7 separate regions of the Mus musculus genome follow, and regions 1, 2, 3, 5, 6 and 7 are each linked to region 4. The links are chromatin contacts, called in public HiCAR-type, HiChIP or PLAC-seq, Micro-C and promoter capture Hi-C maps. All regions are on one chromosome and are shown on one strand. Each heading gives the region's core, a stretch centred on a gene start, on an enhancer-like site or on the middle of the called end of the contact. The rest is flanking DNA. Distances are from core to core; before and after follow the strand shown. Region 1 holds the start of Smurf2 (SMAD specific E3 ubiquitin protein ligase 2). Region 2 overlaps Mrc2 (mannose receptor, C type 2). Region 3 overlaps Tlk2 (tousled-like kinase 2 (Arabidopsis)). Region 4 holds the start of Map3k3 (mitogen-activated protein kinase kinase kinase 3). Region 5 holds the start of Mettl2 (methyltransferase like 2). Region 6 overlaps Mrc2 (mannose receptor, C type 2). Region 7 holds the start of Tlk2 (tousled-like kinase 2 (Arabidopsis)).

What was found. Promoter capture Hi-C pulls out the DNA fragments that hold promoters and counts their contacts. Hi-C and Micro-C count contacts between places; a contact is called where the count stands out from the background. HiCAR-type assays count read pairs that join an accessible place to other places. HiChIP or PLAC-seq counts read pairs in DNA pulled down with a chosen protein or histone mark.
Region 1: a Micro-C map of embryonic stem cells shows a contact between it and region 4, with 6 times the contacts expected there. The contact joins the promoter of Smurf2 here to the promoter of Map3k3 in region 4. A contact is called at or near these places in 1 of 484 Hi-C or Micro-C datasets (embryonic stem cells) and 1 of 115 datasets of contacts at active chromatin or transcription factors (effector CD8 T cells).
Region 2: an H3K27ac HiChIP or PLAC-seq map of extraembryonic endoderm stem cells shows a contact between it and region 4, with 8 times the contacts expected there. The contact joins the enhancer-like site here to the promoter of Map3k3 in region 4. A contact is called at or near these places in 1 of 39 promoter capture datasets (hippocampal neurons), 7 of 484 Hi-C or Micro-C datasets (the AtT-20 cell line, the N1E-115 cell line, cerebral cortex and 2 more), 12 of 115 datasets of contacts at active chromatin or transcription factors (the NIH/3T3 cell line, astrocytes, embryonic forebrain and 7 more) and 1 of 9 other capture datasets (embryonic stem cells).
Region 3: a HiCAR-type map of astrocytes shows a contact between it and region 4, with 4 times the contacts expected there. The contact joins the enhancer-like site here to the promoter of Map3k3 in region 4. A contact is called at or near these places in 5 of 39 promoter capture datasets (the 3T3-L1 cell line, the C10 cell line, cranial neural crest and 2 more) and 5 of 115 datasets of contacts at active chromatin or transcription factors (astrocytes, embryonic forebrain, embryonic limb bud and 2 more).
Region 5: a contact with region 4 is called in a promoter capture Hi-C map of liver, with 3 times the contacts expected there. The contact joins the promoter of Mettl2 here to the promoter of Map3k3 in region 4. A contact is called at or near these places in 1 of 39 promoter capture datasets (liver) and 1 of 484 Hi-C or Micro-C datasets (embryonic stem cells).
Region 6: a contact with region 4 is called in an H3K4me3 HiChIP or PLAC-seq map of neural tube, with 5 times the contacts expected there. The contact joins the enhancer-like site here to the promoter of Map3k3 in region 4. A contact is called at or near these places in 11 of 115 datasets of contacts at active chromatin or transcription factors (bone marrow-derived macrophages, embryonic basal ganglia, embryonic forebrain and 7 more) and 1 of 9 other capture datasets (embryonic stem cells).
Region 7: an H3K4me3 HiChIP or PLAC-seq map of embryonic stem cells shows a contact between it and region 4, with 8 read pairs. The contact joins the promoter of Tlk2 here to the promoter of Map3k3 in region 4. A contact is called at or near these places in 6 of 39 promoter capture datasets (3T3-L1-derived adipocytes, the HPC-7 cell line, embryonic stem cells and 3 more), 4 of 484 Hi-C or Micro-C datasets (CD4 T cells and embryonic stem cells), 10 of 115 datasets of contacts at active chromatin or transcription factors (astrocytes, bone marrow-derived dendritic cells, embryonic forebrain and 3 more) and 2 of 9 other capture datasets (adipose tissue and embryonic stem cells).

Annotation. Positions count from the first base shown.
Region 1 is chr11:106,919,312-106,922,011 of GRCm38.p6, reverse strand. Smurf2 (SMAD specific E3 ubiquitin protein ligase 2) reads left to right here and starts at 1,297. Exons shown (of 19, transcript NM_025481.3): 1 at 1,297-1,831. The coding sequence starts at 1,780.
Region 2 is chr11:105,330,008-105,332,707 of GRCm38.p6, reverse strand. Mrc2 (mannose receptor, C type 2) reads right to left here. Exons shown (of 30, transcript NM_008626.3): 7 at 636-824; 8 at 318-472. Among named protein-coding and RNA genes, the nearest start is that of Mrc2, 39 kb to the right of the region's middle. Within about 2 kb of position 1,362, at least 17 of the 459 cell types and tissues checked have an H3K27ac peak or open chromatin away from gene starts, as enhancers often do. A contact at or near this core is called in the N1E-115 cell line and cerebral cortex, where this site is marked.
Region 3 is chr11:105,260,536-105,263,235 of GRCm38.p6, reverse strand. All of the region lies in intron 16 of Tlk2 (tousled-like kinase 2 (Arabidopsis)), which reads right to left. Among named protein-coding and RNA genes, the nearest start is that of Mrc2, 31 kb to the left of the region's middle. Within about 2 kb of position 1,420, at least 26 of the 459 cell types and tissues checked have an H3K27ac peak or open chromatin away from gene starts, as enhancers often do.
Region 4 is chr11:106,083,279-106,085,978 of GRCm38.p6, reverse strand. It overlaps Map3k3 (mitogen-activated protein kinase kinase kinase 3), which reads right to left and starts at 1,392. Exons shown (of 16, transcript NM_011947.4): 1 at 1,046-1,392. The coding sequence starts at 1,049.
Region 5 is chr11:105,124,999-105,127,698 of GRCm38.p6, reverse strand. Mettl2 (methyltransferase like 2) reads right to left here and starts at 1,274. Exons shown (of 9, transcript NM_172567.3): 1 at 1,093-1,274; 2 at 832-923. The coding sequence starts at 1,202.
Region 6 is chr11:105,312,062-105,314,761 of GRCm38.p6, reverse strand. All of the region lies in intron 1 of Mrc2 (mannose receptor, C type 2), which reads right to left. Among named protein-coding and RNA genes, the nearest start is that of Mrc2, 21 kb to the right of the region's middle. Within about 2 kb of position 1,346, at least 97 of the 459 cell types and tissues checked have an H3K27ac peak or open chromatin away from gene starts, as enhancers often do. A contact at or near this core is called in embryonic limb bud and neural tube, where this site is marked.
Region 7 is chr11:105,180,175-105,182,874 of GRCm38.p6, reverse strand. It overlaps Tlk2 (tousled-like kinase 2 (Arabidopsis)), which reads right to left and starts at 1,348. Exons shown (of 22, transcript NM_001112705.2): 1 at 824-1,348. 1700052K11Rik (RIKEN cDNA 1700052K11 gene) reads left to right here and starts at 1,442. Exons shown (of 1, transcript NR_027956.1): 1 at 1,442-2,700.

The DNA of each region.
Region 1 (2,700 bases), core at 48-2,547, 840 kb before region 4:
ACTTTAATCCGTAGGAGTGTTTTTAGACCGATGAAACGCTCTTGGATTTCACCTGGAGAATGAAGTGTCTTAACTGGTAGATTTTAAGTCACCATTTGCAATGTTTTAGGATTAAAATGTATTAGGCTTCAATGAACAGTTTAAACGGCATTAATGTTATAACAGCTTTAAAGCAAAGCTAACATGGATATAAATCCACACTCTTTTTTTTTTTTTTTTTTGGTTTTTTGAGACAGGGTTTCTCCGTGTAGCGCTGGCTGTCCTGGAACTCACTTTGTAGACCAGGCTGGCCTCGAACTCAGAAATCCACCTGCCTCTGCCTCCCAAGGCATGCGCCACCACTGCCCGGCACAAATCCACACTCTTATCCTTAGTTTGCATTATTACTCTTGCGTGCACATAAAACTTGTATTCTCCATTTAAACCCTGCATTACATATAAAGTCTGACATGTTACATGGCTACCACAATTGCCATTTAGATGGCTGCATAAAAATGTGTTGCAGTTGATGTAATACAATTCACTATTAGGCTGCACTCTCACCCCAACCTTGCAAAACAAAATCCCAAAACAACCTGCATTATTTATTTGTCCAGAATAAGTTCTTATTAGTTGTAAGTCACCGCGTCAGAGTTACAGTCCTATTCATTTTCTTTTTTCCTCCTGGGACAGCAAAATACAGTACTGCGTGAGCTTTCCACACTATATCCACCTATCTTGTTCACAGTCTTTGGCCGCATTTGTATTATCTCCCTATGCTTGTCCTGGGCAGGGTTGGGGGAAGAATCGAGCAGGTAGGTAACCGGATATGGAGCACCAGGTGAGCCTGTGGAGGTGGCAATTACAATACTCAGAGCTAAGCACTCCTGGGAATTTGCTGGAGCGTTCGATGTGGGAATAGCATCTTGGCGAATTAATTCTTCGGACTTGGGTCTAACTTTACTCTCGCCAGCCTCTCAGAGCGCGCAGTGGGAGTATTACTCGGGCATTCTGCCCTGTAGGGACACAGGCGATCTTTCAGTGAGCTAGCTGGTCAGTAGGCCCCTCTGGTGCCATCGAGCCGGCGCCGCCGGGCGGTGTAGTTCGGGGCCCAGTCTGGGCCGTGGCGCACGCGCTGCCCGCAGCTCGCGCGGAGCCAGGCCTTCCTCTGGCGCCCCAGGCGCAGGAGACCTCGCCCACAAGCCCGCCCCCTCGCCGGCCCCGCCCACCGCAACCCCGCCCCGCCCGCCGGCCCCGCCCCCGTCTCCTCCCCGCCCCCAGGAGCCGACGAGTGGCGGCGGCGGCGGCGGCGGCAGCGGCTGCGGCCCCAGGACCGGGTTCTCTCAGACAAGAGGGCGGGCGGAGGAGGAAGCGGCCGAGCACCCGCCCGCCTCAGCAGACTTCGCACCGTCCGCTCCCAGGCCTCGCGGCACCGAGAAGGGGAGACCGAGGCGGACCGCGAGGACAAGAGGCGGCGGGGGCGCGGGGCGGAGGCGGCGCGGCCGGCCGCGGCTGCCGCTTTGTTGTGTGGCCCGGGCCGAGGAAGCAGAAGTGGGAGGAGGGGGGAGCTCTGCGTCCCGCTCCCTCCGCGGCTCATGGCGACGGCGCTCGGCACATCCGGGACCCTCCGGCCCTGGCGGCCGCGGCGCGGGCTGTTCGGACCCCGGCCCCGGCCGCTGTGGTGACTCCTCTGCGCCTCGCCGTCGGCCCAGCCCAGCCCAGTCCGCCCGCCCGCCCGCCGGCCCGCCGGCCGCGAGCGCCGCCGCCGCCGCCGCCGCCACCTCCCCCGCCGCTGGGGACATGTCTAACCCCGGAGGCCGGAGGAACGGGCCCGTCAAGCTGCGCCTGACAGGTGAGCTGGGCGGGCGGCTGTGGCGCCTGTGGGCAAGCAGAGGGCCGGGGTCGCGGTCGGTGGTGGCGTTGGACGGGAATCCGGGCGTGGGAAGGCCTAGTTTAGGGAGTCATTGGAGAACCACTTAGCTGGGGTTGGGAAATTCTTCAGAACGCCCAGTGTGTGGCCCGTGGGTCTCCCGTGGAGGGCGGATTTGAGGTCCTGAAGTCTCGTTTCCTGGGGTCACAGGAGCAGCCCCTGGGCTCCTGCCCAGGTGGGGTCGGGAAAGGGATTACTGAATCCAGTTGCTGACTGCGCGCGGTAAACACTCCTTAAACATGGAGTGAGTGCTTAACGGGAGAGTGCTTGTGTTCCCGGGTTGTTAACTTGGACACCTACCTATGCCCGGCAGTGAAACCTTTACTCTCCAGTGCTGCCAACCTCTGTGGCCAGTGCCACACACCTTAAACGCACGTCTCTGGGAGGGAGGGACCGAGACTGTGGTTGGCTTTTCCGGCGTGTCTGCCTGATCCCACGACTCCCGGCTCATTGTACACTCTGTGTTTTGGAAGTTGTTTGATTGTAGGGTAGCATGTTTGGGGTTGTTCCTTGTAGGCCGCAGAACTAGTTGCTCATGTCTTAACTCCAGACCTGGTTTAGAATCCCTTGCTTTGCAATGTGTTTCTCAGTCTGGACGCATACGAACTTTTAAGCTAACTTTCACTAGTCCTCTCCACACTTCTCACCCTCTTTCTAAATGGAAAGGAATGCTCAGAGGGATTTGGGAAAGACTGTTTAATGTTCCCAGCTGCAGGGAGTTGTTAACATATTACAGGTATAATTTGCTTACGATGCCACTTCTGATATTCTTCCGTGGTCAACGTCCCCCT
Region 2 (2,700 bases), core at 113-2,612, 750 kb after region 4:
CCCAGCTACGCCATTGCATGGGTTCTGGTGCCATCTGCTGGTAGGAGGGGACAGCTGGCAAGAGACCAAAAATGGGCCCGCCATGCTTGCCTAAGGCTTCTGGAAAATTAGCTCTCCCAGTCCTGCAGGTGACTTAGCTGTGGGGGTGAAGGTGGGGCTCTAACCCTGCCAGGCGATCCTGTGGAAAGGAGGGGCCTGGGGTACACCAGGGCTGATAATAGACAGTTATTTTTCAGTGGGGGGGGGGGGGACGAGGCACTGGGAGCATGTGGGTGGAGGGGGTGCTTTGGTGCTATTATGAGAAAGGAAAGTCTCACCGGCCCCCAGATGGTGACACAGTCCTCCAGGCTGTCACGAAAGTTGTTGGGCTCAAAGGGGTGCCAGTGGGTGAAGCTCACGAGGCTCCCGTCGGACCACTCAAAATTCATCTGCAGTTTCAAATCATTGAGGCCAATCCATAGCTCCTCCACCTCTGGAGTACAGGAGGGCAGGAGAGAAAGGAAAGGGAGAAGACCTTGAGGTCAGCCCCAGGCCGGCAATGAAGGAAAGAAAATTCTTTGTGCTTCCTAAGTAGGAAGGGATCAGGCATACAGACCCTCGCCTCCACCCAGTACTAAGGACAAGCAGCCCCTCACCTTGCTTGATCTGTTTGGTGATGAACTCCAGCTCAGCCATGCTGTGGATGCTAAGGAGGTCACCCCCACCCCGCAGACACGCCCTCTTGGACTCCTGCCAGCTGCGCTTCTCGGCCTGCAGGCGGTAGCAGTGGCCCTGGAAGGGCTGCCAGCTGGGGTCACATTCCACCTTGACATTGGTCCACCGGTCTGTGGAGAGGCACGTGTAAGTGCTCAGACAGAATCTAATGTGTGTCACGCCCGCCATCCCTAACCTGTCTCATCTGTCACATCTGCCTTCTTCATGACAATAGCCTTAGGATATTTAAAACCCAGGAATAGCAGATATAGCCAGACCATCTCTGACTGAGTCTCTCAGGGAGAGATGAGCAAGTGGTGGGACGCACCAGCCTCTTAAGTCAGTATCTACAGTAAATAGGGTTTTCTGCTACGACAATCAAACTTAGCGCAAGGACACTATGCTTTATTCATTCATTTATTCATTTAAAGCCTCCATCAAACAGGTCCACAGGGCACCCCCTCTGTGTTGACCTCTGCAGTCTTGGATAAAAGAAACAAGGGAAAGGAGTCTTGGCTGATAGTGAGGCCCAGTCTGACCAGAGGTGGGGAGAGCAGCCAGGAACATTGCAGGGCCCATAAAATCTGGACACATCCCCTTTCTAGAGCCGCCCACTAGCTCCTTCCCTCTCCACACCTCTTCTTGCTTCTGAAGTCCCTCCCCTGCACCCACAGAGGTGCCTTGGGGTTTTAATCTGCTAGGGACTGGAGTTTGAGGGCAACTGAAGCGAACAAGTCCTCACTTGGGTCTTGGCAGAAGAAAACACAATTTCATCAAGCCACCCACAAAATCAGGCTCGGGCAGGATTTCTGACTAGGAAGGAGTGAGGATGTGAGCCTATGCTATGCACTGCCCCAGATTAGCATTCTGAGACCAGCTCCATCCCGGTCAACTGAGGGGTGTTCCAGACATGCCTCTGACTAGAGACTCCTCAAGGTGGGCTGAGAAAGGGGACAGGGGAGCTCCACAGTGTAAGAGATAGCAGTCACCCTTCATTAGCCAATGCGTTATGACTGTGCTGCAGCCCAGGACAGAGCTTAGTAGCTATTCAAGTCCCAGGATCCTGAGGGAAGAAAGGGTCCTGTGGAAATGTGTCCCCTGCTTTGGAAATGACATGTCCTTCACAGTGAGACTGGCCATTCACTTAGAATGGGTCTTCTGCAAACATCTGGGGTGCCGAATGAGGGCAAGGAGGCAAATCCAAGCCACAGACTTGTGTTTAGGTCCTTGCGGCTGGAGGAGAGCTTCCCCAGACAAGTGACAGGGGAAAGAGTCCTTGCAGGGTCCCCTCTGTCTTCCTCTCTGTGGAGGTCTCCACAGGCACGCCATATTTTCTCTGTGAACATCTCTACTTTAGCAACCCCACAGCTACAGAAGCCGGAGCACAGTAGCCCCTGTTGTTTACACTGCCTGGGAAATGCCAGCCTTAGAGACACTCCTTGGGCCAAGCCAAACCAGGGCTCCAGCTTTACACTAACTTTGCAAGAGGAAATGCATCCATTCTCAATGTGAAAATAAGGATTCTACATCCCAGAGAGCCAAGGCCACATGTCAGGAAGGGGCAGTCCCCAAAGCAGGTCCTGTCTATCACCCCACACTCCATCTCTCTCAGGAGGCCCTCAGACTTACCTCTCTCAATCATACCTTTGAGCAAGACACTCTTAGGCTTAAAAGCCAGAAAGTTCCCATGGGCTACCCAGTCCCACTCAGACTTCAGAGACCGGCTGCAACCTGCCTTTCTGCACTCACGTCAAACGCCCTGCTTATGAATCACCCGAGGGAGGGGGGTGTCATGTTAAATGCAGGTTCTGATTCAGTTAATCTGGGGCGGGTCCTCCCAGTCTGCTTTGCTAACAGGCCTCCAGGTGCTGCTGGGCTGGTGTCTGCTTCCCCCTAAACTCTATACCTTAGTGACAAGCAGTTCCAACAGGCAGCTCCCACGGCTGGAATCGCTCCCCTCCCACACCTCCCTCTGTCTCTGTGTGCACGTGCAGGTGCAAACGTGTG
Region 3 (2,700 bases), core at 171-2,670, 820 kb after region 4:
AACACTGAAGCATACTTCCTTTTCAATGTTAATCTAATGCTAAATTATCAAAGCACGCTTCAAAATCTATTATGTACTTGACCCAAGTTCAGAGAAGTTAGACACTTAACCAACTCACCCACTTTTAAAAACAGATTTACTTAGTGAACTGGAGTGACAAATGGTTTAAGCACCATGTGGGGGCTAGAAAATACACTCAGGTCCTTTGCAAGAACAACCAGTGTCTTAACTAATGGGCCATCTTTCCAGCCCCAACTTCAACTTATCATTATTTATAGCATAAAGCTCATAGCAGGATTTCCTATCACTTAGTTAAAATCAAATGTGGAAGTGTTAAAGATTTCTTCCCAGGCAAGACTGGAGGTCATAAGAACACCCCTTTCCCAATATGTCAACTGAGAAATGGCTGACAATCTCAGGTGCCACGATCCTCCCCTTCCCCCAAGAGGAAACAGTGAGAAGGTATAATAGACACACAATTCTAGTTAGAAGACCAAAGTTTAGACAAAGGAGGCAGTGTCTATCAGTCATTCCCTTTCTTCCTGATTTATTTTCATTTATATGTATGAACAAAAGTCTATGTGTATGTATGTGGGGGGGGGGAGATATCAAGGTAGTGCTGTGTGTGTGTGTGTGTCTGTGTGTGCCTGTGTGCATGTGTATCTGAGGAGGCTAGAACAAAGTGTCAGGTGCTCTGGAAATTGAGTAACAGACGAATATGGTGCAGGGAACTGAACTCAGGATCTCTGAAATAGACAGTGCTCTGAACCACTGACCCATCTCTCCAGCCACTTCACTTGATCTAATTCCAGTAGAAATGAGAGAAAGACAACCACTTGGCTGGGCATGGTAGCACATATCTAAAATCCTACCATTAAGAGGAGACAGAGGCAGAAGAATTGCTGTAAGTTTAAGGCCAGCTTAGTCTACACCATGAGACGCTGTCTCAAAGAATGTAAAACTAAAACTAAAACAGAACACCTCAATCTATAATCACGGAGGCTCAACCTGCTTGCCAAGAGTATCGAGAAGGAACCAGGGCCTAACTTCCTGCAGTTCCTCTGGTATGCAGTGTCACAGTTCTCTTAAGGTCAACAAGAAGCTAGATCTGAGTCTATGACTTTGCAAAATATGTACAGGTCCCAGCAGAGAAAGTGTTTTCAAGGTTGACCTGGTCCCTAGAAACACTGTTTTACAGTAGCTAATGACAGGTATTTGTAGAGAGATGCATATCCTAGATCAATACCATTAACTATTCTTGTAAGTCTCAATACAACACAATTTTCATTTATAATTGGTCAGAATATGTGGTTTCCTTCTCAAAAGTGTTTTTGGCATTCACTGCTGCATGCCATATATTCCTGACGTCAGGTGACTGGAATGGACTTTTAATAATGTATCTGGCTTCTCAGAAACATCTGGACTGCAGCTGCTTGTCATGTGAGCATGTGCACACAGGGAGTTTTACACAAGGCATTTATCATCCCTTGTCCTACCTCTGTCTAAAGCCTACTTCTCTCATGCTGAGTTCTGTTAGTGTGGAACAGAAAGACTTCCAGTTCCCTGGAGCACAGTAGGTTTAAAGCAAGACTGTTGAGGAAATATCTAACCTTCCTCTTAAGACTTAGGAAGTTAACTAAAAGGCTTCTTCAATACCTACTAATTTTTTCTCCTTCAAAGTCTTATGAGAAAAAAACAAAAACAAACATCTAAACAAAAAGCAAAACACCAAGGCCAAGGCTATTTCTGTAACTCAAAGCATTTGTTATTATCAAAAGGGGCTCGTCTTCTCCTTTCAGGGACAGAACCTGCCTCACTCAATATTCCTATCTATCACAAGGAGACAAAATTGCTCAGTGGGGAACGTATTAGCAAATTAAGTCTGGAGATTCCAAAACAAATGAGCCATGAACGTCAGTATTTAGAAGCTCAGGAGGGAATATGACAAAACCTGGCATTAGTGGAACAAAGAAATCCACGGCTGCATATGTAATAACTATTCATTCCAAAGAAACCACCCTTTAGCCCCGCAATCCCAAGGACAGAAAAGAAAAGGGATGCCATTTTACTGGCATTCTCAAGACAGGCAACCACAGGAAGCAGAGCACTACAATCACAGAAATTTGAAATATGAAAGTGGACGGGCCACAGGAAGGCACACTAAGACTCCATTCTTCCAGACCCACTGTCTCCTTCCCAGTTGACTAAGGGAATTATCACTGAGTTTCTACAGACAAACAATAGTTTCTAGGACCTAGTTTACTGTCTCTAGAAACAACAGGAGTCAGAAGCACAGGCTCCGAAGTGGATGGCTGTGTTTAAACTCAGCTTCTAATAGTCTCAAGTTCTGTAAGTAACAGTTTTATCATTGGTAAGACATGGAGTATATTCTCTTTGCTGGGACAGTAAGGAAGATTAAAGAAAACTGTCAATAATTCATCCAAAGCACTTTCAAAATGCAAACACCCAGGCTGGAGAGATGGCTCAGGGGTTAAGAGCACTGACTGCTCTTTCAGAGGTCCTGAATTCAAATCCCAGCATCCACATGGTGGCTCACAAACATCTGTAATGGGATCTAATGCCCTCTTCTGGTCTGTCTGAAGACAGCAGCAGTGCACTCACATATAATAAATCAATCAATCAATCAATCTCTGAGCTGGAGTGAGCAGAGACAGAGAGAGCAGAGGTCCTGAGTTCAAT
Region 4 (2,700 bases), core at 143-2,642:
TAGAATAATACTAAATATTTTTGCAAAACCTGATTGAGACCAGGAAAATGAGCATCACAATACCTGCCCCAACTGGGGAAGCAAAATATATTTAAAATGTCACACATTCCTTAGCTAAGTCCAAGACTTTTTGATAAAGAACCAAAATTATGCAAAATATATATAAAACAGCTCAAATATTTTGTAGAAGGCATTAAAAAAACTTTTCTTAGATTACATCTTCACAGGAGAATTACAAATACTGACAAAAAGGAAATGATTTCATAGTGATCCTTTTATGTACCGAATGCCTCTTTCAAAAAGTTACATAGTTGCAGGGGTAGCGCAGGATAAATATAAAAGCCGGGTTTTTCCAAAAGTAGGGTTTGAGTTATAACCCTCAGCGCTCAAGGATTCTTAACTTCCAGTAATCTGCGAGGAGCGCAGCTCGCATTTCTCAAGCCTGCTATTGCTAACAGGGATCCGCGTCGAATAGCGTCGCAGTGGATGCCCCGCATACCCTCCCCCCGCGTCCCCCTCCCCCGCGCAGGAGAGCGCACAGAGCTCCAGAGCAAAGCCCCGGGAACTCACAGGCCAGCCTGTGTGAGCAAAGGGAAGGAAATGACACAGGCAGGAAAAAAAAAAAAAAAAAAAAGCAAATCAAGGAAAAGACACAACAGCAGCTGGGCCTGCACCAGGCTCCAGCCCCGGCCCCACACTGAGCTCCGGCTCCCCCACCCTCAAGCTCGCGCGCCAGCTCGCTGGGGACCGCAGTGGGCCGCCCGACGGGCCTCGGTCCCGCAGACCCCTCCCCGGGATACGCCGGCCGCATGCCCGGAAAGAGAGTTGCCGAGTGGGTTTGGCCGGTAGGGCACCCCCGGAGGTAGCCAGAACGGCGCCCCGATCGAGGCACCGCGGAGAGGCGAGCGGTCCGCGATCCTCAGCCCCGGGCCCGGCGAACTGTCCATGCCTTGTCAGGCGGCGGCCCAGGGTCCTCCTCCCCTCAGCCTGGGGCGGGGCGTCGCGAAGCAGCGCGGGCACAGGCCGGGGCGGTGGCGGTACTCACCCATGGTGGCGATGGCGGAGGCGGCGGTGGCGACTACAGCCCAGAAGTGTCACCTCCGCAGCCGGGGCTGCATGCCGGGGGAGCGGGCGGCGGGGACGGCAGCGGGCCTGGCTCCGCGCGGGGGCCGTGGGCTGCGCTCGGGGCCCCCGCCGCCTCCCCAGGCTCCGGCTCCGGCCGCGGCCGGGCGCTGTGGCATGAGCAGGTTGGCCCGCTACATCCCCGGCGCTCCCAGGCTCGGCCCAACCCGGCCTCGGCGGCGCCACTCGACCGGGCCGCCTGCGAGTCCTGAAGTCCAGAAGACGCTCCGACCGGCCACTGTTCTCCACCTCAGGAACGCTCCGAAAAACAAACCGCTGGGCGCGCAGCAAGCCTTGCAGCCTGTCACTCATGCCAGCATCTGCCAATCGCATGCAGCCGCTGGGCCTTGGCACTACCCCCACTCTCATTACCAGCCAATAACCAGGAGGAAGTCAGATACTCCCGCCTCCTCCTCCCCGCTCTCTCCCAACGCCCTCACTCTCATCCGCCAGCTAATCACGACGGACCAATCCCGCCTACTCTCACAGGATGCCAATGGGCGAAGTCAAGGCGATTTCCGAGGGCTGGCTAGAGCCTGCCAATCACTGAGACAGCGCCCGTCCTCTCGCGCCTAGCCAATCACGGAGAGAGCGCTGAGTACCCGCCGCGGAGTGTCGCTAGCTGGCGCTCTCAGCCTCTCTGGCCAAGGTGTGGGCTGCTCCAATCACTGCTCCGGCTTGAGGCTCCGCCCACAACCCTCTGCTCAGTTGCGGAACCCTCGGCGGGCGCGCGGGCTGGCGCCGTTCCCCTCGGCGGCTACCCCGGCCTGGCGCCTTGCAAAGTCGTCTTCTGTAGAGGCCCTCAGAAAAAGAAAACCTTCGGCCCTATGGTTGTCGGTTGTTGGCGACCTCGAGGTGCTGAGGTGTCCGGCCCCTGCTGGGGCAAAGTGTCTGGCGCGGATTGGGCAGGGAAGGTTTGGCTCGATGCTTTCAGGCTACTTGAGCTGCGCGATACCCTGAGTAGCCTCGGCTTACAGGCAGGGGGATGGTCTTGTTACTTCTCTCATCCCCCTGGGTCTCAGACCTCCGAGGCCACACCTGATACTCCGTCTTCAAAGGCTAGGCTAGTGCTGGAATGTGGGTCCCCACATTCTGAGTTCTGCTAGAGTTGCTTTTGGACAAGTTTTGCTCTTAGAATTATAAAAGCGAGACACGTTTTTAAAAGAAAACTTAAAAGTGCAGGAAAACAGAAAGAAAAGCCCTACCCTGAAGATAGTTTTATCTATTTCCTACCTAGATATGCAACGTTAGACAAAAAATAACTTCATATTGTTTTCTGGTGTGCTTACACTTTTGTGCTTCCTGTGCCACTAAATATTGTCTCAAAACAATTGTACTGGCTGTGTGATCTTTCAAAAGAGCATTGTGATTAACTTTTTCAACCTCCATTGTTTCAATAATTCATACACCCAGTCTTAAGATTCCAACTCTACCACAGTTAGTGTGGCTTCCCTTTCTCTGGAGACAGTTCCAATGACATATTTCAGATTCCAGAAAAATCTGATGCCATTTTCAGTTGTCATTTAGAAACACTTACCTTAGGAGGTGGCTTTGGAGTATCAGATCTCTTAAGGAGTG
Region 5 (2,700 bases), core at 25-2,524, 960 kb after region 4:
TGCCTACTTTGCAACTGGAATATATACATATACTTATTTTTGAGACAAGCTCTCATGCAGCCCAGGCAGGAGTGGAACTCTACGTAGCAAGGATGCTCTTGACCCCACTCAACCTCTTGTCTCTGCCTCCCAAGAGATTACACCCCTACATCTTAGGAGGTACGTGCCTGGCCAGTGACCTCGGTACTATAGAGAAACTATCAGTGCTTATTATCATAACCGATGAGCCATCTCTCCAACCCCCTGATGCCTATTACCTTAAAGTTCCAGGTTTACTTTCAAACGCCTCCTAGAAACAGGGACAACCAGTTCTAGTATTTTATAAAGGAATTATTCTTGTCTTCGGAAATGACCTCTTTCGCTTTGAGCAGACTCGTCTCTCCACTCTGCTGCACGCATCTTTCTTTGGTAGAAGTCCCACATCTCCAAACCCAACACCTCAAGAAAAGATGTTATGATCTAATCCTCTCCTCCCACAGTACGTTAGGATCCGACCACATCAATCTAGCTCTGATGGAAACGTCCCAGCAGAAGGTAAACTGTAGAAGCTACCCTAAGATGACTGAACGACTTTACGGTTGCCACAGGCCAGCCACATCAACGCGACACTCGTAGAACTAGAGAGTTCAACAACAACAACAACAAAGTCCAACCCCAATGGCTTCAAGACTTTGTTAGAAGACAGCCCCTTTGCCTCCTAACCCGTCCCCTCCCCGACCCGTTCTGGGCCGGAGTTCTCCATCAGGTCAGTGATAAAACGATCCCGGTGCCCCCATTTTTCTTGCCGTCTGGAGGAGGCGCGTCCCACACTGCGGGCACAACGGAGCGCACCTTGCTTCTCCGGGCACACCAGCGGGGAGCTGTTCTCCTGCACTTTCCTCTCCGCCGCCGCGGCCTGCTCCTCGGACCACTTCACGTTGTCCCTGTGAAAACCAAACGGGCAGCTTCAGGCCCACCGGTCCCGGACCCGGGAACGTCGGTCCTCGGGAGGCGAACGCTTCAGCTACCGCCGCGGGAGGAGGGCCAGCGGGCAGGGCTTTTCTCCAAGTGCTCCGGGCTGGCGAAGAGCCGGGCGAGATGCAGGGCAGTTACCAGGCATTGTGATGGAAGACGCGCGCCGGGTCGCTCAGGAACCGGTGCCCGAACTGCGGTCTCTTCCCGTCCTCGGTCTCCGGCACGCCTTCAGGGAAGGAGGCCGCCATGACACCGGAGACGGAAACGCCTTCTCTTCCCGAAGGCGAGGACTTCCTGTGGGCCACGCCCCTTCCGGAAGTAGCGTCACTGGGAGGGAAGATGGAGGGCGGGGCGGGGCGGGGCGGGGCGGGGCGGGGCGGGGCGGGGCGGGTTCCAAGTGATTGGGAAGCTCAGCGGAGGCGAGTCCGAAAGGAGTCATTTCTCCCTGGAGATGCACAAGGGCGTGCAGCACGGGGAGGAAGTAGGAGGCTATTCCCTCGAGTACGGTTCCGTGCAGGTCCCAAGATTCCCCCCAGGAAAAGCTTTGACTAGCCGACTGTGATGAGACGTGGTCACCAGACCACAGTCCGCGGGGAGGCAGCGCGTGGGTTTTGAGAGCATGAAGCTTCCGTGTTAAATGACATAACCGACCACACCTCCTTGAAAAGCCAGGCTTAATTGGCACAATAAAAATTGTAATTCGTTCATGCATAGAGCTTGTAATATGTATTCAATTTATTTAAATGTATACATTGTACACTTATATACTATACATATATGTATAAATATTTTAAAACTAATAGTAGGTCACTGGTATATAATTTATAATTGCACATTTTTAGCCTTATATTTTCTATTTAAATAAATTTCCCCTTTATGTGTACGCATGGTTGTGCACCACGTGCATGCAATGCTCATGGAGGCCAGAAGAGGGCACCAGATCTCCTCGAACTGGAGTTACAGATGCTTGTGAACCAACATATGGGTACCAGGGATCAAAATATGGGTCTCCTAGAAGAGTAGCCAGTGCCCTTAATTATAGGGCTCTCCAGGCTCTATAATTTCTTTAGGCTTGGTGGCAGGCAGCTTACTTGCTGTGCCATTTTACCAGCCAGAGTTATTGTTGTTGTTGTTATTATTGTTGTTGTTTTTGTTATTATTTTGATACATTTTGAAGGACTATGTAATTCTGGCTGGCCTCCAGCTCTCTATGCAGATTAAACTGGCCTCAAACTCAGAGATGTGCCTGTCTCTGCCTCTCAAGTACCGGGATTAAAGGCATTCACCATCACATCCAGCTATATGTATTTTTTTTTTTTAATATCATGCTCTTTAAAAGCTGTTAGTGTTCACATTCAACAATCCCATTATATAATTTTTGTGTGTGCAGAAAGCTCATTGTCCTTTTACTTGAAGTTCCAACATTATTTTTAATAAGTGAGCCATTTGAAATATATGGCTGCTTCTCTTTCTCTCTCCTCTCCTCCCTCCCTTCTTCCCCCCCCCCGTGTGTGTTTTAATTATTATTTTCTTTTTAAATATAGAATTCCTCTATATAGCTCTGACTATCTCATAACTCTCTTTGTAGACCAGGAAGGTTTCAACTTCAGAGATCTGCCTGCCTCTGGCTTCTGGGTACTGGGATCAAAGATGTGTGCTGCCTCCACACCTGGCTAGGTTTTTATTTTTGAGATTATGACATTACATCACTCCTCCTCAACCCTCCCATATTCCCCTCCTTACTCT
Region 6 (2,700 bases), core at 97-2,596, 770 kb after region 4:
CACCCACCACTCTGTGGGTGGACCCAAGGCTCACTTTTGACCGCTGACAGTACTCCAAGCCCCTGGCCACTCAACACAACTTAGACCAGGCCAATCAGTCAGTGCGTGCTCCTGGAATAAAGAAAGTTTTCTTTCTGGAGAGATTTCTAGATGGAGGTTGCCAACAGTATCCTTCAGGAGTAACCTAAGAGGAAATAGCTGACTACTGGAAGGAGAAACGCCTTCCGGGAACTCTGGGCATCCAGTCTCCACCCGTAGCCTCCGTGACTCTCCCAGACTCTGCCCTTCATGCTGAAAATCACCCAGAATCATGTCCACTCCCCCCCTTTTTTTTTTCTTTTTGCTGTGTTAGGGACTTAAACCCAGGGGTTTACACTGAGCAAGTGCTCTGTCACTGAGCCACAGCCGCAATCTGTGTTGAGCCTGACTGCTTTATGCTCCTGTTTTTCTGGTAACTGCAGGGATCTATGGGACCAGAGCCCACTTCAGCACTTTCCTCCTCAGGATGCTGAGGCCCCACGATCCCTTTGCCTTTGCTAGGCCTGTTCCTTGGGTCTGCAGTGCCATGGCGATCCGTTTGGAGGAGGCTGGACCCTGCCTTGCATTCTCCTGACCACCCTTCTGGCTGCTCCCCCCATCTGCCAGCCCTCTCACCCCATGCTGATGACAACCCTGTCCTTTCCTAGGTACTGCAGGGGGATTAAATGTGGATGAGATGACAGGGCCTCTGCCCTTGAGCTGTTTACAGAGAAGCCGAAGAGATGAACATCCTGAAGCAATCCCTGCAAGAGTTACAAGCCACACATCAACACGTGCAAACCAGTCAGCCCAAATTCAGGCTGCATGGTTGGAAGGAAGGTGTTGGATGGAAAGAGGCTTTCCAGGTCACCAGAGTATAGCAGGAATCTCTCTGGTACTGCCAAAGCGGTGGTCCACCCTTTCCATGTCTCAGATGTCCGGGCTATCACCATGGAAACTTATTCCCATGCACAGACAGAGAGTGGGTTTTAAAGCAATGTGGCAAGGCGGGTTTTATTTCTCCACAGAAACCTCCTCGCTGCCCCTGAAGCTTACCAGACTCCTCCAGAGCAGACCGGGCCAGAGGTGGGAGCCCTTAGCTAACCGGCTGCTCTCTAGGACAAGCTGAAGACATTGCTGCTGAAGGAAGCGGTTGAGGAGCTAATTTGAGCCCGGTGCCTGACATGCAGCAGCAGACTCAGGAAATCGCTGTTGAACGAAAGGCATGTGCTACGAAATCCTGAAGGCTCGCTGGAGCAGAGGCGAGGACAGGAGGGTGTTCCAGGCTGGGGAACCGCAGGCCCAAAGGCCAGACACTGGAATCTGAAACTGGGGCCCCGGCCACCATCTGGCTTAGCTCTTGGAGAGCTGGTGACTCTAGGGGGTGGGGGGGGGGGGAGATCTGACCTAAAGATTGCAGTGTGGCCTTCAGTCCTTCAGCATCCCTCTTATTAGTCCCCTCCCCAGGTCACATAGAGGGAGAGGTGAGGCTGTCATTCCAGGGAGAGCCAGAGCCTGGCTCAGGGGCTGCCAGCCAAGAGAAGCAGCTGTTTTTAATTGGCCTTAAGGTCAAGCCTGGAAATGTCCTTGAGTCAGCAGAAGCTGCCAGCTCCACTTTGCTAAGGGGTCAGCCCTGGAGACCCAGCAGTTCACCCTACATTCCCTCTGCTAGACTGTGCCCATATAGTTGTAGACACAGGGACTCTGGGCAAGGGGGTGGAGCCATCCCTCCCCTCGAGACACACAGTCCTACCCCACTTCACCCTACCAAAAACCTGAGGTGGGTTTCCCTCTCTCCTCTCCTTCCTCCTGCTCAGCAGCTATCAGTTCCTGCCTGTCCAAACTGTGGGCCACCCATTGCTTCAAGTGCTTTTGCCTAACCCTTTGCCCGCAGCACAGGCTGCTCTGCCCTTTGCTGTGCAGTCGCCACGGGATGGATTCCTCTCTCCTTCTTTTCCAGACATGTCCTTCCTTCTGGTTTAACATGTGGGCTGACAAGTGTGTTATCCGATGCCTGACGGGAATGAGTGTAGGCGTGAGATTCTCGTCTCCCTGTTAAATGCAAGAGACCTTGCTGGAGACTGTGGGAAGCCTAGATCTGTGCGCTTTCCGGTGGATCTGAAGTCCTGGCCCAGGAAAAGGGTCTTGGTGGGGCTTGAACCCTGGGGTTTTCTGGGAACACAAACCTTCACCACCCTGGCTCTCTCCCTGGCTTGTTGGGACGACTGGATCTTAGCCAGGCGTCGTGGCAGATGTCTGCAGTCTCAGCACTCAGCAGGCTTGAGGCAAGATGACTGGTACTTAAGAGGCCAGCTGGGGCCACAGAGTAAGACCCTGTTCTAAAACATACACAAAGGCTGGATCAGTGGTTAAGAGCACTCATTGCTCTTCCATAGGATCAGAATTCACTTGCCAGTGACCATGTAAGGCAGCCTGTAACTCCAGAGCCACAGGATCTGATAGATACTCTCTTCTGATCTCCTAGGGTACCTGCATACACTCGCGGGCACACGTGTACACACACACACACACACACACACACACACACAATTTTATTAAAACAAACAAACAAACAAACACACAAACGAACACCTCTAAAAGGCAAACACAAACAAAACGGGGGGGAGGGGGGGAGGCTGGAGATCATTCGGCCCACCCTGATGGCTTTTGTCTTCTCATGAC
Region 7 (2,700 bases), core at 99-2,598, 900 kb after region 4:
ACATCCCCTACACCCGTCCTAACTTTCATTTCCCTTCCTGGACTGAATGCCTGGAGCAAAGGGGAATGAAAAGGTGACGAATTCAAGTTTCACTCACACACACAAGTAAGGAATTAGGAAACTGTTAGAATGGTAGAAAGGCATCTTAAAAAAAAAAAAAAAAGACTGAGAAGAAAACCGAGTTTTCCCTAAGTAGGTAGGTGGCCTTGCTCACTACTTGTCCTGCCCTAATAATCGAGGTCGGAAAGGCAGAGGTTACAATGCAGTCTCTCCCCAATCCCAAGGTCTCTGGAAACATTTCCCAACCCTCCATCCCCAGGCCTGGCCCAGAAAATGAGGCCCTAGCAGTTACCCCATTTAATGTCAACTCATGATCAGAAAATACCCACCCCATCTCTTTCCAGAGGGGCTTTGGACCGGGATCCTCCCAATGGCCCCAAGCCGGGAAGCAGGACCGATGGGGCCTGGTCCCGGCGCCCCTCGCCGGCTCCAAACTTTCCCCAACTCCGGGCCCACCTGTCACGGACGGAGCGAGGGACAGCTCTCGGGGGCGCCCCGTAGGCTGCCGAGGCCTCCAGCTCCCCGGAGTCGCCTCTCCCGGCAGGCCGACCGCCACACTCCCAGGCCTGGGCCTGGTCCATCTTCGGCCCGGCCCCTCGGCGACCCCGCAGCCCTCGGGGAGCACCTCCCGCCTCGGCGCCCAGGAGCTGCGGCACGACGCCGGCCCGGGTCGCAGCCTCCTCGGGCCCTGGAGTGGGGCCCCCGGGACGGTTAATACCCCAGGCCCCGGCGCCCTTCCACGTCCAGGGGCTGAGCTTCTCACCTGCCGCCGCTGCCGCTCCACTCTCCTCTCGGGAGGGGCCCCGACCCGACCCGGCTGCTGACCGCTCCGCTCTCCCCCTGGGCAGGCCCGGGGCGGAGCCGGGGCCTCTCCTGAGCGCCGCAACCCCCCGCCCGGGCAGCCGCCGGCGGCGCCGGGCTCCACGACAGGGCGGGCGGGGGAGGGGGGCCACGGAGGCCGCAGATCCCCGAGCTCGCGTACGGAGCCAGGCGGCTGACGCGGGCCCGGGCCCGGGCGGCCGCCGGGGGGCGCGGGGCCGGCCTCCTGGCGCCGGACAAAGGCCAAGGGAGGCGCAGAAGGGTCTGGGTCGGGCCGAGAAGTGGGGGCCCGCTCGGCTGGGGGCCACTCGGGTGCGGCGCGGAGGGCGGGATGGGGGGGGGGTCGGAACCGCTAGTGCCCAGGACCCGCCTCCGGCCCCTTAATCCGGATCGGTTCGGTCCGGATTAGTAGTGATCGGTGTAAACACACTAGTGAAACCGCGTGTTTCCTCGCGAGATTTGCACGGCTGGGAGGCACGGGGGGGGGGTGTTCCTGGGGTGGGGGGGAGGTAGTGCCGGCCGTGGGGGAGGGGACGGGAAAGGTGTTGGGGGGAGGGTCGCTGCTGCCCCCGGAGCTCCGCCTCCTCCAATCAGCGGCCGCGCTGGCGGGCAGGGGTTAACCAGGGGACCCCGCACCGGCGGAACAGGCCGCGCCTGACAGGGCTGCTGAGGGCGGGCGGCTGGCGGCGCTTGCGGCCCCGCCTGCGACGTGAGGGGTGGTTGGTCGGCTCGGGGGCGCCGGGTAAGCGGCCGGGGCCGGAGCCTCGGGAGCCCGCCTTTGTGGAGACAGAGTCGGAGGCCGACGGTTGGGCTGCGCCTCAGGCCGCGGAGCAGCGTCGGAGCGGCGACCCGGCGGGACTGCCGCGCTCGCCCTGCCTCTCATCTACACACATTTTTTGGGGTGAGGAAAGAGGTTGCTCTGCCCAGCGATGGATCCGAGGAGAGAGCCCGGGAGCGGGGCAAGGGGTGTCACTGAGTTCGCGGTGCCCACCCGATGTCCGCCAGCCGGCCATCCCCCGCAGCCATGGTCCACGTCCCCAGACCCCACGCCACGCCACGCCACGCCACAGGCACGGAAAGCCGGCCGGCGGCTCTCGCCTTCCACGTACCTGACTGGCCTGGCGTCTCCAGGGACAAAGGTGTCCTGGGATCACAGCCGAGCCCTCACCAGCATGCCCCCCTCCAGAGCGGAGGTCGCTACCCGCCCCCCGGGGAACTCTCTCAAAGCACCTAGGGGGAGGTTCCATCTTAACCTCCGGTGACAAGATGGCCCTCCTGGGGTGCTGGGGGCCTGCTCTTCAGAGTGTCTGCTGAGAGGGTGAGCGCCTGCGACAGGAGGGCTTTCCTGCATGGGAAAGGGTTCCACCTCTGACCCCAGCGCCAAAGGGGGAAAAAGTCACTTTCTTCACCTAGTTTCACGAGCCAAGACACGGACTTCAAAGTAACGACTCAGCTTTTTGTTTTCTTCTGATGCTTCCTTGACCAGATGTCTGAACGTGTCTGAAGGACTACAAGGGAATCACAAGAGAAACATTCAAGCTTTTACACAGCCGGCTTGAACTTTTCCAGGCGTTGGCAAGTACTCCAAAGTAGAATTCTGTTATTATTAATTTTTCCACATATTGACTGGACAGAGACCTGCCAAATGGGCAAAGGATGATAATTCCTTTTTGTACATTCTCCATCCTTCAGAACTCAAGTAGAAAAACTCAAATTGGGAGTCATCTTCCAGATCCCAGGCTGCTTGGAAAGATGAACGTTTTGAAGGGAAGAGGGGAAGAGCAAGTCAGGAGCAAAGGGTAGGGAAAGGGGGCAAGGAGG